Regions from separate parts of the Sus scrofa genome. Here region 1 is linked to region 2. A link is a contact called in public HiChIP or PLAC-seq data. All regions are on one chromosome and are shown on one strand. Each heading gives the region's core, a stretch centred on a gene start, on an enhancer-like site or on the middle of the called end of the contact. The rest is flanking DNA. Distances are from core to core; before and after follow the strand shown. Region 1 overlaps PPP2R2A (protein phosphatase 2 regulatory subunit Balpha). Region 2 has its middle 87 kb from the start of CDCA2.

Region 1 (7,914 bases), core at 4,226-6,725, 660 kb before region 2:
CCGAACCAAGATTAGAAGCCAACATACAACATAAGTAAACACATACGCCATAAAAGTTACAAGCTTTAAATCATTATTTCTATTTGTTTTCCTTTTAAGAAGAAGAGAGAGAGGAGTTCCCGTCGTGGCGCAGTGGTTAACAAATCCGACTAGGAACCATGAGGTTGCGGGTTCGGTCCCTGCCCTTGCTCAGTGGGTTAACGGTCTGGCGTTGCCGTGAGCTGTGGTGTAGGTCGCAGACGCGGCTTGGATCCTGCGTTGCTGTGGCTCTGGCGTAGGCCGGTGGCTACAGCTCCGATTCGACCCCTAGCCTGGGAACCTCCATATGCCGCGGGAGCGGCCCAAGAAATAGCAACAACAACAACAACAAAAGACAAAAAGACAAAAAAAAAAAAAAAAAAAAAAAAGAAGAAGAAGAAGAAGAGAGAGGAATGCAGTTTATGTGAAAAGAAAAGGGTACAAATTTCAGAGGGCTGGTTGAGGAGAGCTTGACACTCAGAAAAATAAGTACCAAAGAGGAAGCAAAAATTTATGTTGTCAGCTACTGGCATCATTCTGTGGAATGCATTTCTAAAAATTTGATACAATGGGTGATAAGGCCTAAGGTGGATGAAGTAGGCACTCAATATTTTCTACTATGTCACCTCCAAAGTCACTTAAGTTTATATTATGCCAGTGATAGAGAATGGTGAGGTCTAGGTGCTAAAATCTGCTTTTATTAATACCAAGGAGAAGAGAAAAAAAGAGGTCTTTCTCAATCCTTATGCCAGCCTCAAAACACTTTTAATCTAAATTTTTGCGGACTATGGCTACCCATAACACCTGAAAGTATCCCTCAATCACCTTAATGACTCTTTTTAGACCCCAATCTATAGGGATAAACCAAGTCACAACTTAGGTGAAAAAAAAATTTAGAAGAACAAAAAGAAAAGACCCTATTCTCAACTTGTCATAAAGGACTTTAAATTCTGGCAGGGTCACACAATTCTAACTCCAATAACTTTTCCTAAACAAGCAAAACCGTCTAAGAAGCTTATTCTAGTCATAAAGCTTGCTGGGAAGAAAGCAATAAGTTAACTCCAGTTTGTATCCTTCTTGGACAAGGATCAAGTAAGAGTGCTCTCCTAGAAAGTACCCTGAAACAAGGACTGTCCTTTGACAGAGTGTTTTGTACTCATAGTTTGAAATACTCTTTGGAGGGTCAGGGATGCTTACAAAGGAGGAGGAAAGGAAATTAACGTTTATTGAGCACTCACTATGTACACTAGCAGTCATCACACTATTCACAACCATACTATAATGTAGATACTACCATCTCCAGTTTGCAGATTAGGAAAATCTGCTTCCATGTTAGTAACCTGCTCAAGACTACTAAGCCAAGAAGTGGCAGAAACAGGATCTGACTCAAATCCAAAGGTAAAAGAAAATGGACACCCAAGGATCCCTTTCATAGAATTTAAAAACTACATGAGAATAAACAAGGAAAGATAGAAGAGTTTGCATTCTATATGGGAAAAAATGTTTACAGAGAGCTCTTAACGATTCCTCTTTGCAAGGGGGAAAATATCCTTCAGGACACATGTCCATAGTGGGCAATATAAAAACTTTACACTTACCATTTGTTGACAATAAAAACTGAGCAGCATTTTTCTGGGGTAACCACCTAATTTTGTTGATCTTTTCTTCTATTTCTAAACTTTTCAAGTAGTCAAACTCTGGTTCATGGCTCTGAAAGGTGCTGTAAACATTATATTCTCCTCTGCTATGAGACTGGATTTTGTTCTAAAAGGGAAACAAAAATATTTGGACCAGTTGAGCAATTTATCAAATTAATCAAACGTGTAATCAAATGCCAGAAGACCTTGCATCTTAGATACAATTATATTTGTTTTTATATTTAAAGGCTTTTAAAAATTAAATATAAATGCTTAAAAGAAAAAAAAAGGAAGCGCTAATAAATAAAACCTAATAATTAGGCCCAATTCATTAGGAAAAGTGACATTAAAATATTGATCATTTGATGACTAATTTATGATAATATATTAAATAGAACAGAGGACCATTAAGCATAAAGGGACTTCACCTAAAAAGTAAAGATTAAATAAGAAAAGCTTGTCAGAAACAGATGGCTGAGGCACACCTCTCTCTGCCCGCTGTTGTAAGGGTTAATCCTCTGACCTCCCTCCACCTCAAGCACAGCCCACTGTCGCAGAGCTCTATTACTCATTATGTTCACATTCAGCATTACTCAGCAAAGCTCAGCCCACAGTCCCACCAACAACTGCTTACACCCTGCTTAAATTATCTTATGAGCCTAGCACACACCAATGATTTATTTCCTTTAGTATTGGTGTGAGTGAATACAGTTTAAGCTATTGGATAAAGACACTACCTGTGAACTTCTTCAGTTAACGCTAACTCCTTAGCAAAAATGAGAATTATAACCATGTTCAGAATTCCTGCTTTTAATTCATCATCACATAATCAAAAAATCTTTCCAACAAAAACATTAAATATCTAGTTGAAAGAAAAACCAATGGAAAAGTAGTTTAAAAGATGTTATTGATAATTATTTTAAGTAAAAGTAAATTATCAAACGAAATGTTTATGATTACTTGATAATAACAGTAGCCCATTAGTTATTATTATTCTCCTTATAAAAAGAAAACCTTATTGAATTATCAAGTTGTTAGCATATATTTTGGGTTGTTTTTTCCAGTAGCTTGATTATCTGGATTGATCATTCATGGTTACAGTTATATTTGGATGCTCTGATAGCAGCTATCAATTACTATTGAGAAGATTTGCCAATGTTGACAATATAAGAGCATACCACAGAACACAGTCCACACTGGGAATACAGAAGGAGAAAAATCAAGCTCAGAACCTTGGTCTCATAACAACCACACTCTTAGACTAAATTTGTTAACCCAATCTATTCACTATGTATATGCTAATAACACTTTAGAAGCAATTCCATACATCTTCTACGAAAAATTACTTACTCAGTCTCAAAAGGTTTGTCACGTTACCCTCCAAGAAAACTACAATAAATAGCAATTCAATTTTTAATATGAATGTTGTTTTTAATTTAAGCATGAGACCATAATGCTATGTATACTAGGTCCTAGAGGTATAGACAAATTTAATAACATAGAGTCTCCACCTTTAGGTAACCTGCATATGTAAAACTCTAGTCAAAAGTAGAAATTAAAGGAGTTCCCTTCGAGGCTCAGTGGTTAACGAATCCGACTAGGATCCATGAGGATGCATGTTTGATCCCTGGCCTCACGAAGTGGGTTAAGGATCCAACTTTGCTGTGAGTTGTGGTGTAGGTCACAGACACAGCTTGGATCCTGTGTTGCTGTGGCTGTGGTGTAGGCCAGTGGCTACAGCTCTGATTCGACCCTGAGTGTGGCAACCTCCATATGCCATGGGTGTGGCCCTATTAAAAAAAAAAAAGGTAGAAATTAAGGTCTATATAATTCAGATAAGCAATATAAAGAGCCAAGTGTAAACACACACATTTTCTTTTCTCTTCGTCTTTTTAGGGCTGCACCCAGGGCATATGGAAGCTCCCAGGCTTGGGGTTGAATGGGAGCTGCAGCTGCCGGCCTACACCATAGCCACAGCAATGCCAGACCCTTAACCCACTGATCAAGACCAGGAAACATCCTCATGGATACTAGTTGGGTTCATTACTGCTGGGCCACAATGGGAACTCACACACACCTTTTTCTATGCAAAAACTGGGTCTATCTGGGTCATACTATATTTAATGATAAGGAAAAGAAAAGCACAAGCATATGAAAGTATATTCTAAAACAGGAGAATAACATTATCCTAAAGACTTGAGAATAACTATATGGGTCTAAACATGATCTATTACATGATCTAAAACCAAATCAGAGAAGTGTTTGGCAGTGTCAGTGGACTTAATTACTGTGTCTTTCCAACAGTTAAATAAACATATACCACACAAGGAAAAACTTATAGCTGGGAAGTTAAAGATGGGATAATGTATTAGCATGCACTCTCACCTCAAACTCCACTAAAATTACGAGAAAGAATTTTTAAAGACAATCAACAATGACAACAAAAATAACAGCACAGATGACAGTAGCAGTAATAAATGAAAGATGCCATAAAACAGTACATGAGTGGTGGACTTAGTGAACTGCAGAGACTGGACCCTTCCTTACCAAGTATAGGATTTTCCCTTAGTGGGGAGGGATGTTTAGTGATCATGACAGCACTGTTTCCACATGAACTAAGCACACTGAGCAAATGTGAAGAAAAAGGAACACAATCCCATGTCCTCACATTGTGCCACTCGAACAAGAAAGCATCAGTGTCAAAGAAGGCTATTTTATTTGTTTTAAAAACTCTCTTATAATCATAGAGAATCATGACACCTTCCAGAATGCTTCTATTTGGGTTTTCCTTGCACAGCTTTTTGCACCTGCCTTTTTTTCTTAGCTTGCTGTTATCACTAAGAGAGAATCTATTTTCTTAATCACACAATATAGTTATAAGAAATTTTCTATAGTATATTTAGAAGCACTTCATCCCAATACCTATAATGGTGCCTGGCATATTAACAGGCATTCAATAAAAATTTTCTAAATGAACAAAAATAATAGCAAAAAGAATAAATAAAAACTGGTGTTAGTATGGTTAAGGGAGGCTGGAGTTAACCTGGTGAGAGGAGTTTGGTGCAAAAGTTAGGAAGAATGGGTTAGACAGATGCTCACACAGCAAGACAGAAGGTTCTTGAAAGCATATCTCTTAGTGAAAAAAGTAGGGCATGGAATGAGATGCACAGTATTTTTCACATACATTAAAAAACACAGTCCAGGAGTTCCCACTGTGGCTCAGTGGTAACAAACCCGACTAGCATCCCATTCTCACACAGGTTCTATCCCTGGCCTTGCTCAGTGGGTTAAGGAACTGGCGTTGCTATGAGCTGTAGTGTAGGTCACAGATTTGGCTCAGATCTGGTGTTGTTGTGGCTGTGGTGTAGGCTGGCAGCTTGGGAATTTCCATATGCCTTGGGTGTGGATCTAAAAGGACCTCCCTCAAAAAAACAAACAAAAAAAAGCCAAAAGGCCAAAACACAGTCCACAAAAACAAAATTACATATTTCAACAGAGACACACAGAATCCATAAATATATAAAGGATACTATATATCATGACCAAATTTTAAAGCAAAGTAATGAAGACAGTGTGGTATCTGCATTAAGAGTTGACACATATACCTGTGGAATAGAATAGATGGCTCAGAAACAGGCCTGAATTAAGACAAAAGGTGGCACTGCTGAGGCAGGACAGTCTTTTCATTCAAAGCTTTTGCTCAATTGGCTATTCATATGCAATAAAATAAACCTTGACCTTTACTACACCTCAAGCCACTCATATAAACTGATTCCAGGTGAATCAGAAATAGAAGTGTGAATGTTTATACTACAACACTGTCCAAGAGGACCTTCTGGAAATAGTCTGTATCTGTGCTGTCCAATATGGCAATCACTATCATGTGTGGTCACTGAACACCTGAACTGTAATTACTGTGACTAAGGAAGTGAACTTTAAATCTTATTTAATTTTAATTAATTATATAAAATTTAAATAGCCACAGAGAACTGTTAACTAGAGAGCACAGATCTACAAGATAATAGGAATATATATCTTCCTGGACTTTTGGGGTAGAGAAGTATTTTTTATACAGGACAGATAAAGCATAAGCCAAGAGAAAACCGTGATACAACTGAATTATATTAACTTCCTATTTGCCAAAATACACTATTCAGAAAAATGAAAAGGCAAGTCATAAAATGGAAGATACTTCCAATAACATAACTGACAAGGGTTCACATTCAAAAAGTGTAAAGCTTACAAATCAGGAAGGAATATCACAAATAACTGAGCAGAAAATACATGCAAGAGATTTTTAGTAGGCACTTCACCAAAGATGATATCTAAATGGCCAAACACATAAAAACATGCTGAACCTCAGTGTTAATCAAGAAAGTACAAATTAAAATCACAATAAGATACACTTATAACCTCGAAGATGTTTAAATTTTAAAAGGACTGACAACACAAAGCACTGGCAAAGGTGTCAAACAGCCTGAATTTTCGTATGTCCATGAGAACAAAATTGGTAGGATGATTTTTTTTTTTAATGTGTTGTCTACTAAAACTAAATGCCTACCCCCATGGCATGATAATTTCATGAGAACAACATGCACCAAAAAACATGACAAGCAGCATTATTAATAGCCCTGAAACAACCAAATACCTCCAGAATGGATAAATTGTGGTATAGTATTTCAAAACAACATTATATAGCAGTGAAAGTGAGCAAATATTTATACAAACATAAACTGGGCAAAAAGGCCAGACACAGACTACTAACTGTATGATTCCATTTATAAAAAGTTCTAAAACTACAGGCCAAACCATGTGTTAGAAGACAGGCTTATAAGGGGAGGAAGGAGAAAGAAGTGATGGGGAGGAGGAATGAGAAGGGTTGATTTAAGAGTGGGAAGTTCTATTTTTTGACCGATGTGTCTGCTGTGCGATATGGCACTAGTGTTTTTGTGCACTTTTCTGTGTCTATTTCAGTAAAGTTAAAAAAAAAAATACAGCATACAAACTGCTTTGAAAACAGTATAGGGGTTCCTTAAAAAAAAAAATTGCCATATGATCCAGCATCTGGGCATATATCCAAAAGAACGGAAAACAGGATCTCAAAGAGATGGTTCACAACAGCTAAGAGATAGAAGAAATCTAAATATCCACTGACTGATAAACGAATAAAGAAAATGTGGTATGTCTATGGCACGCACATGTGCATGCACACAAAAAGCAATACTTTTCAGCCTTAAAAAAGGAACTCCTGTCATGCTACATGAATGAACTTTGAGAGTATTATGCTGAGTGATATAAGGCAATCACAGAATGATAAATACTGCATAATTCTGCTTACATGGGGCATCTATAAAGTAGTCAACCTCACAGAAACAGAAAATAGAATTGTGATTGGCAGGAACTGGAGGGAGGAAGAAGGCAGGAAGTTGCCATTCAGTGGGTATAGAGTTTGAGCTATGCAGGATTGGGAGGTTCTGCTGCACAACATTGTGTATGTGGCTGGCAGAACTGTACTGTACACATGGAAATTGTTGGAAGGCTGAGTGAATGTTATGTGATATTTTGCCACAATTAAATAACAGCATGGAGTTCCCGTCGTGGCACAGTGGTTAACGAATCCAACTAGGAACCATGAGGCTGCGGGTTTGATCCCTGGCCTTGCTCAGTGGGTTAAGGATTTGGCATTGCCATGAGCTGTGGTGTAGGTCGCAGACACGGCTTGGATCCCTGTGTTGCTGTGGCTCTGGCGTAGGCCGGTGGCTACAGCTCCAATTAGACCCCTAGCCTGGGAACCTCCACATGCTGTGGGTGCAGCCCTAGAAAAGGCAAAGACAAAAAAATAAAATAAAATAACAGCAGTACATAAAACCAAAATACAAATTACAACACATTCAAATGGTGATCTATGAAGGGAGAGGTGAATGGGAACACATTATACAAATAAAGTTAATGCATATGGGACTATACACCTACATGAATGTGTTTATTTACTTAAGGAGAGGGCCACACCATGACCTATAATGGTAGTATGTGTCATGAATTCAATCATGCCCTGAGGCTCAAACAAATCAAAACAATATATAAAACAACAGTAAAATCCAAAAAAGAAGCCAAACTCTCTACCTGGTGTTAGATTTAAAAAAAAAAAAAAAAAAAGGAAGGAAGGAAGGAATGGTGGTTCTTACTAATTTTGCCTGTTTTTACCTTACAGGTTCATAAAATATAACAATCCTCTGGACCTCGATTTCCTCATCTGTTA
Region 2 (6,861 bases), core at 2,880-5,379:
TTTGAAACAAAATATACTGCTTTATCTTTTGTTCTCCAAGTTAACACATGTTCACTCTGAAAAAAAAATCTGATAAAATATCAGATAAAATATTTTGTCTGATAAAAAGAGACATTTTTAAATCATCCATGATTCCCCTTCCTAAAGTATTTTAACTTTTTGATATGTATAACATATTCTTCTACCATCTTTTTCTATGCATATATAACATATAATCTGTAATATTACAATTTTAAAGCTACTTTTTTTCTGAACAAGATAGAAGTGAAGTTTACTCCATAAAATGAAGTGTAATTTTTTTTCTTCAGCATATTAAGGTTATCTGAAGTTCTGTCAAACACCACATACCATGATATAGTTAGTGGATTCCCTATTATTGATGTAAACCTTTTCTAATTTTTAATTATCATAAATATGCTTTGATCAACATTCTAGTAGCAAATCTTTGCGCAAATCATGATTATTTCAGACAGGTAGAATTTCTGGGTTCTAGCACATGTAGAATTTTAAGGCTTTTCTTCTGTTCTGACAAATATCCCTCTAAATAAGCTATAGCAGTTTGCATGTCCACAAGTGGTATAAAAAAAAAAGTACTAATTTCCCTGCAACACTGCAGGCAATTTATTTTTATCTTTGCTGATTTTTTTGGAAGAAAATGTAACTTTCATTTGTTTAAAATGTACAGTTCTTGACATTTACCAGGGAGGCTAAATATTTTTCATAGGTTTACTGTCCATTTACATTTTCTCCTCTGTAAAGTGATGTTCATTTTTTTGTCTCTTTTCTGTTCTTCTTTTTCTTATTGATTTCTAAATGCTTTATTATTAAATATCCCATAAACACCATAAATATCTTATCCATAAGTACCAAAACTGTCTCCCAGTTTGCCTTTTAATACTATTTAGTATTTGATATAACTAAGTTTTCATGATAAATTTTTATGGAGTCACGTTATTTCATATTTTTCTTTATAGTTTTTATATTTTCATTCATCGTTAGAAAGGCTTTCCAAGACTGGTATTTTTTAATTACTTCATTATCTTTTAGAACTGTAGAGTTTTCACATTGAAATCTTTACTTTGGCTGTCGTCTGAAGCAGACATCTACCTTTATTAAATGGCCAGCCATTATTAGATAATCTCTTCTCTTCCTGCAGAGTTGAAATGACAGTCTTATCACATAAAAATTTCTGTTATTTTGAGTTTACCTCTGTTCCATTTGTTGACTAACCCAGAGTAACGCTCATCATTCTTGTGTCCTGCCTTTTCTGCATATCCTACTCTACCACTGGGAAACTGATCCCTTTTCTACACAAAATGAAGACTAGGCATCTGTTTTTAGATTTCCTTGAAAAGCAAAGAGTGAAAATAATGATTAGCCACGGACAGTTTTAAATCAAAGAGTGTCATTCAAAGGAAATCATTGCTAAAGTAATGGGCTTTCCTCCTAGTGTTTTTGTTACTCTTAGCCATTAGCAACTGAAAGAGAAAGAAAGAAAAAAAAAAAAAAAAAAGTCCTGTTAAAACACTTGTCTCTCCCTTTATTAACCCTTGAATTACTTGGAGATCCAGTTAAAGGAAGGTGGGAATTGACCAGAATGGCAGTGCTATACAATCCAAGTATATTGAGCAGAAAGCAGTGACCCATCCACATGGCCATTTCTGTCCGCTGCTGCTCCTTTAACATGGTAGAGTAAGAATCCACTTACAATATTGGGTAGTGTAAATAGGCCTTTGACCCTGCACCAAAGACCTCTATCATTCACCGTTGTGAATCTGTTTCTGGTCAGCTCAGTGGGCCCAAGCGCAGCCCTAATGAGGCTGAGGTCATGGGTTCAATACCAGTGTGGTCTAATTACCAGTAAGTCAACTGTTTCAGGTTCTCTGCTTGTACTTCTAAACCAAGCCAGCCATCTTTGCATATGCCCAGGTTTGGTCGCACAGGCAACAAGGTGACAAAGCAGAGATAAATCAGTACAAATCTCCCACCATACTGGGATGTTGCACTCAATGCCTCACTGTTGGCAGGTCAGTAGCAGGGTTCTGAGTATGAGCAACAGGAGCACATTTTTCTATTGGCAAGCCGGCAATCAGTAATTTGCATCTACTCCCCCCATCCTGCAGAGAGGCTGCCAGACTCCCCTCTCAAAGGACCTATTACTTATTATTCTAATTTAGAGGATCCAGTTTGTGGAGGTAGAGGGTGTCCCATTCTTTAACTGGAATATTTGCAGTAACCATCCAGGCCCGGGGTGGGGGGAACTCATTCGAAAACTAAATGAAGATAGAACCTTTCTTTTTAATTTAATCACAAAGTAAATAAAATATGTTAAAGATAAATTGGAAAACAAACAAGGAAAGAAGACATCCATTCTCACCAACGGGAACTTTAGACCCATTATTTTACTTTTTCGCCCCCATTTAATGCATTGCACAAATAACATTTTACAGGAGGTACGAACATTTTTCGAGAACATGGAAATCACCTACCATCTGTTAACACAGTGACTTTTCAATTTTCCCTAGATCCTCAGTCCTCACCCACAGAGGCACGGTGTTTTGAGCAATTCGTCATAAATGCTGAATTTCAAAGACACAGACCCACCAGCCCCCCACAAAAGGCCCCATCATTTAAATCTTCCAGGAAACAGAAGATGCCTCAATAGTCTCAATACCACTTATACTCCACACACTAAAGAGGTTTCTAGTCACAAGTACGCAGGACAATATCATTTGGAAAACATCAAGATGGGGGGGGGAAGTCCTCCTACCTAATACGAATGCAGCAGAATGGGCTCTTCCCTCTAGACGGACTGTCATTTCTCATGGCAACACTTTGCGAAAAGCCAGCCATATATCGTAGCCCCTAAGTATGAAACCATGGGTCCCTCTAACCACACAAAACAGCTGTGCCCTCAGAGGAAAGGTCATCTGCTGCAGTCGTGTTTCTTTTTACTTTTAAAGAAATGTCAGACCGTGTTTTATGCGGTCCTTCTGACAGGGTGCTGTTTATTGTATCACCAAGCTGCCAGAACTTCAGGAACGAGGAAACTGCCATTATTTGGAGAGTATATATCTTTTTGACTTGCAGGAAAGATGAAAATTAAGAACGGCCCTGTTTTGGAGCAGGTCGAAGTATTCTTTGACAGTCTCCTACAATATTTCAAACATCTTCCTCGGACCCATAAAACCTGCCGCTCACTGCCCTTGGCCGGGCTGAAGCTGTGGCGGAGGAGTTAGGACGTTTATCGCAAGTGGGGTGTGAATGCTGCCACTTGGCAGAAGTTCCTGACCAAGAACTTTCAACCCACTCGCTTGGTGCCCCCAAGGACCACAAAATGTAGCTAAGGAAATCATGCAACATTAGGAAATGATCACGATGGCTAATGCGGATCCAGTGCCAGATTCTGTGCTAAGCCTTCTACACCCATGACCTCAATTTGTCCTCACGTCTCTGTGAGGACACAGTGAGAAACCTATGACACAGATAAGAAAACTAAGATAGGAAGTAATGGAGCAACTTGCCTCAAGGTCACACTACGGCAAAGCCCCAAATGCCAGGATTCAAATCCAGGTCTTGTCACTCTGAGCCACCCCTGTAGTGAAATGGGCTGATCACAGGAAGTTTCCCAGACAGTGAGGTCCCAGCAAATAAGAAGGATCATCTTTGCAGCACATACATGTTCCTAGTCCGATCTAAACTGGATCTGAGCAAATAAGCTCCCTCCACGTGGTAGCAACTGTTTGACAGCTTGCACTTGAAATCAGATCTCCGTGACCTCCAACTCTTATGCCAAAGTTCTTGACCTGGAGAGTTTTCCAGAGATGAGAAATAAAGGGAACGGGAAACATTTTCAAAAACCCGCTCCAGGTCTTAATTATCTCCGGGATCAATGGGGGAGGAGCTGCGGTAAAGTCACCTGAGAGTTCTGTTTAAAATACCCGTCCAATTCTGTTTCCATGTGTTTTTTGGCCCTGGTGTAGGTGAAATTTTAGGAATGCCAGGCTGCTTCAGAAATCAGTTTGGATCTGCATCAAGCTTATGCGGGGCAAGCAGTTACTAAACTAAGCGTAACCTGAGTACGTTAGCCGACCTTGGCTGGGGTCACCCGCTGGCTGTGGCATTGTTCAGTCTCTGCCAGGTCCCTGCCAATTAGAAATCTCTGTGGAGATGGGGAAACCACCAAGTTCAGCCTGAGTAGGTGAAACAGACAGGAGATTTTCTTCTTCTTAAAGTCACAGGGGAGGCTGACAGCTCACATACAGATTGACTCTCTCTCCTCCCCTCCCCCCAGCTTGCTCCCACTCCACGTTCCCCTCCCTTGCTCTCCTTGGGGGGCGGGGGTGGTTAGGAGAGGGGCAGGCAGAGAGCCCACGGTGGAAATCGAGGGATAGGTGGGCTGGCTTCTAGCCCCTGCTCTGACACTCACTAGCTTTGTAACTCTAGCCAAGTCACTTAACCTATGTCTTTCGACCTTCGTTGCTTCATTTTTTTTCAGCAGATTTGTATTAAATGGCAAATGAAATGTCCATATTTCACTGGTGACATGAGGAGTTAGGCTAAATGGACCCTCTCGAGTTTTAAAACGCTGTGACTCGATCCCTCTTACGTGATGCTCCTTTTTTTTAGTTCCTTCCTTCCCTCTCTGGAAGCTGCATTCCAGCCCATCTCTAAGTCTCTCTCCGACTTGGAGGCAGAGAAATAAAGACAGAGAGGAGTGAAATTCGGAGGTGTATGGAATCTTTTTTCCTTTCTTCCTTCCTTCCTTTCTTTCTTTCCTTCCTTCCTCCCTCCTTCCCTCCCTTCTTTCCTTTCTTCCCTCCTAACCCCATGGTACCTTTCTTTGATTTGTCAGGAAAATGTTTCAGGGACTAAGGAGCCCACTCTTCATTCATTGCCTCATTCAAGCAAACATTTTGAGTGTCTGTAATTGCCAGTATTAGGCATGATCATTACTGCGATCCCCAGTGAGATCTGGGAAATATTTACTCACATTCATTGGCAAACTGTGGTTCCTTGGGGAACAAAGGAACTGATGTGCATTGTAATCACTCGCCTCTACAGGAGTGTCTAAACCAAGCACCTGGACTACCTTAGAAATGACAGCCTCAGGAGTCCACTGCCACAAAACCCTCCGGATAAGGACAGTCAGTAAGTGCCAGCTCTGCGGAGTGCAGCCAGCCTTGCTGCTTGAGAAGAACCTCAAAGGGCTTGAGCAATAGCTAGACCAGCAGTATTTCAGAGAACTTTCACGATCAGGGAAATAGTCTATATCTGCATTGCCTGGAATGCAAACCGCTAGCCACGTGGCTGTTGAGCACTTGGAATATCACCAGTGTCACTAAGGAACTGGATTTTAAATTTTATTCTATTTTAATCACTGCAATTTAGCTAGTCACATGTGACTAGTGGCGAGGTGACCACTCGGGGCAGCCCAGATACAGAACATTAGACACTCCTATGAAAGGACACAGGTCTCCTAGACAGGCTAGAGCAGATTGTGTAAAATGGAAGTCAGATAATATTGTATAAGACGACGAGGAGATCAAAAGTAATCCGATCCTGAATCGTGGGATTGTTAAGAGGGAAAGAGCCAAAACAAGAAGGAGGGATCTTACTCTTAAACAGTTTCCAATGTCCTTTCACATAGTACCTCTCAAGAACTTCATTGGATAGATGAATGCTTCTGGTTAGGCTTTTTTGGTTATTATAAAGAATGGAGACCCACCCCATCAGCTGAAGCAAACAATGGCAATTGTTGTAGAAAAGCTATGCTTGTTCTACACAGGGATTAGGCTCTTTCAGACTTACAAAATCAGGAGCAGAGCTAAGTTTCATGATAATTGGGTGGCTCTGGAATAAATTTCAATCGTCATGGAAAAAAACAACAGCATGATGCTAGACACTCGTGAATACTGTATAAGCATTTTTCTGGGTGATAGCTCTGATAAGTGCCGATAATAACCACAAAAAATAAGGTTTTTAAAGGGTATATCAAGAACAAGAGGATAAAGAAATCTTCATGTTTGTTGGGACAGAGGTTGATATAAATTGATCAAGGATAGAAGTAGAATTACTGGGGTCCAGTTTCTTTTTTCCCTCCCAGATTATTTCAAGGAGATTGATCTTCGTATTAAAAGAGGTAGCGGAAACATTGTATGTAAGAGGGAAACCAGAGCTGGTGACAACACACCTCATTGCTCTCAGCAAGTTCAGGTTTTCAGATCTGCACAAATTATACCACCGGGGTCTTGTAGACATAATGCAACCTGAAATGCTCTCACTACTTTCTGAACAACTGTGAGGAATGTAAGAAGTCTCAGGAAGCTGGAGAGGATTGAATGTGTTCGCAATTTTCAAGAAAGGGTAGAAAAAAGATTCTGTAAACTCGAGACTAGTGGGCTTGATGATAATCTCTAGAACAGTTTCAAGGTGGGTTTTAAAGGGAATGCTTTGTGGACATACTTCGAAAGGAGAGCAGTGCTCCCCAAGAGTCAGTATGAGTTTATGCAGAATAAATCATGCCAGTCTAACCTTTATTCTGCTTTTGGCACTGGGAATTGCAAGACACGTAATACATCAGACTTCGGCAGGGCCTTTGACAGGGCCTCTCATTAGATCCTTATGGACAAGATTAAGAAATGTGAGCTAAATACTGGTATCTTTAGATTAATAAGCACTTGGATGGTTATCCTCACAGAGTTGTGATTAATAGACGGCTGTCACCTGAAGGGAGGTTTTTACACTGGGTCAGAGAACTATGTGTCCTTGGCCGGCTCTGCTGCACATTTGCATGACTTAGATGAGGACAGTGATGGTATGTTTATTAAATCAGCAGATGACAGGAAACGAGGAGGGATA

The links. HiChIP or PLAC-seq counts read pairs in DNA pulled down with a chosen protein or histone mark.
Region 1: a contact with region 2 is called in an H3K27ac HiChIP or PLAC-seq map of skeletal muscle, with 5 times the contacts expected there. The contact joins two enhancer-like sites.

What each region holds. Positions count from the first base shown.
Region 1 is chr14:10,256,887-10,264,800 of Sscrofa11.1, reverse strand. PPP2R2A (protein phosphatase 2 regulatory subunit Balpha) reads right to left here. Exons shown (of 10, transcript NM_001164020.1): 4 at 1,617-1,782. Among named protein-coding and RNA genes, the nearest start is that of BNIP3L, 58 kb to the left of the region's middle. Within about 2 kb of position 5,475, at least 1 of the 83 cell types and tissues checked has an H3K27ac peak or open chromatin away from gene starts, as enhancers often do. A contact at or near this core is called in skeletal muscle, where this site is marked.
Region 2 is chr14:9,601,374-9,608,234 of Sscrofa11.1, reverse strand. No RefSeq gene overlaps it. Among named protein-coding and RNA genes, the nearest start is that of CDCA2, 87 kb to the right of the region's middle. Within about 2 kb of position 4,129, at least 4 of the 83 cell types and tissues checked have an H3K27ac peak or open chromatin away from gene starts, as enhancers often do. A contact at or near this core is called in skeletal muscle, where this site is marked.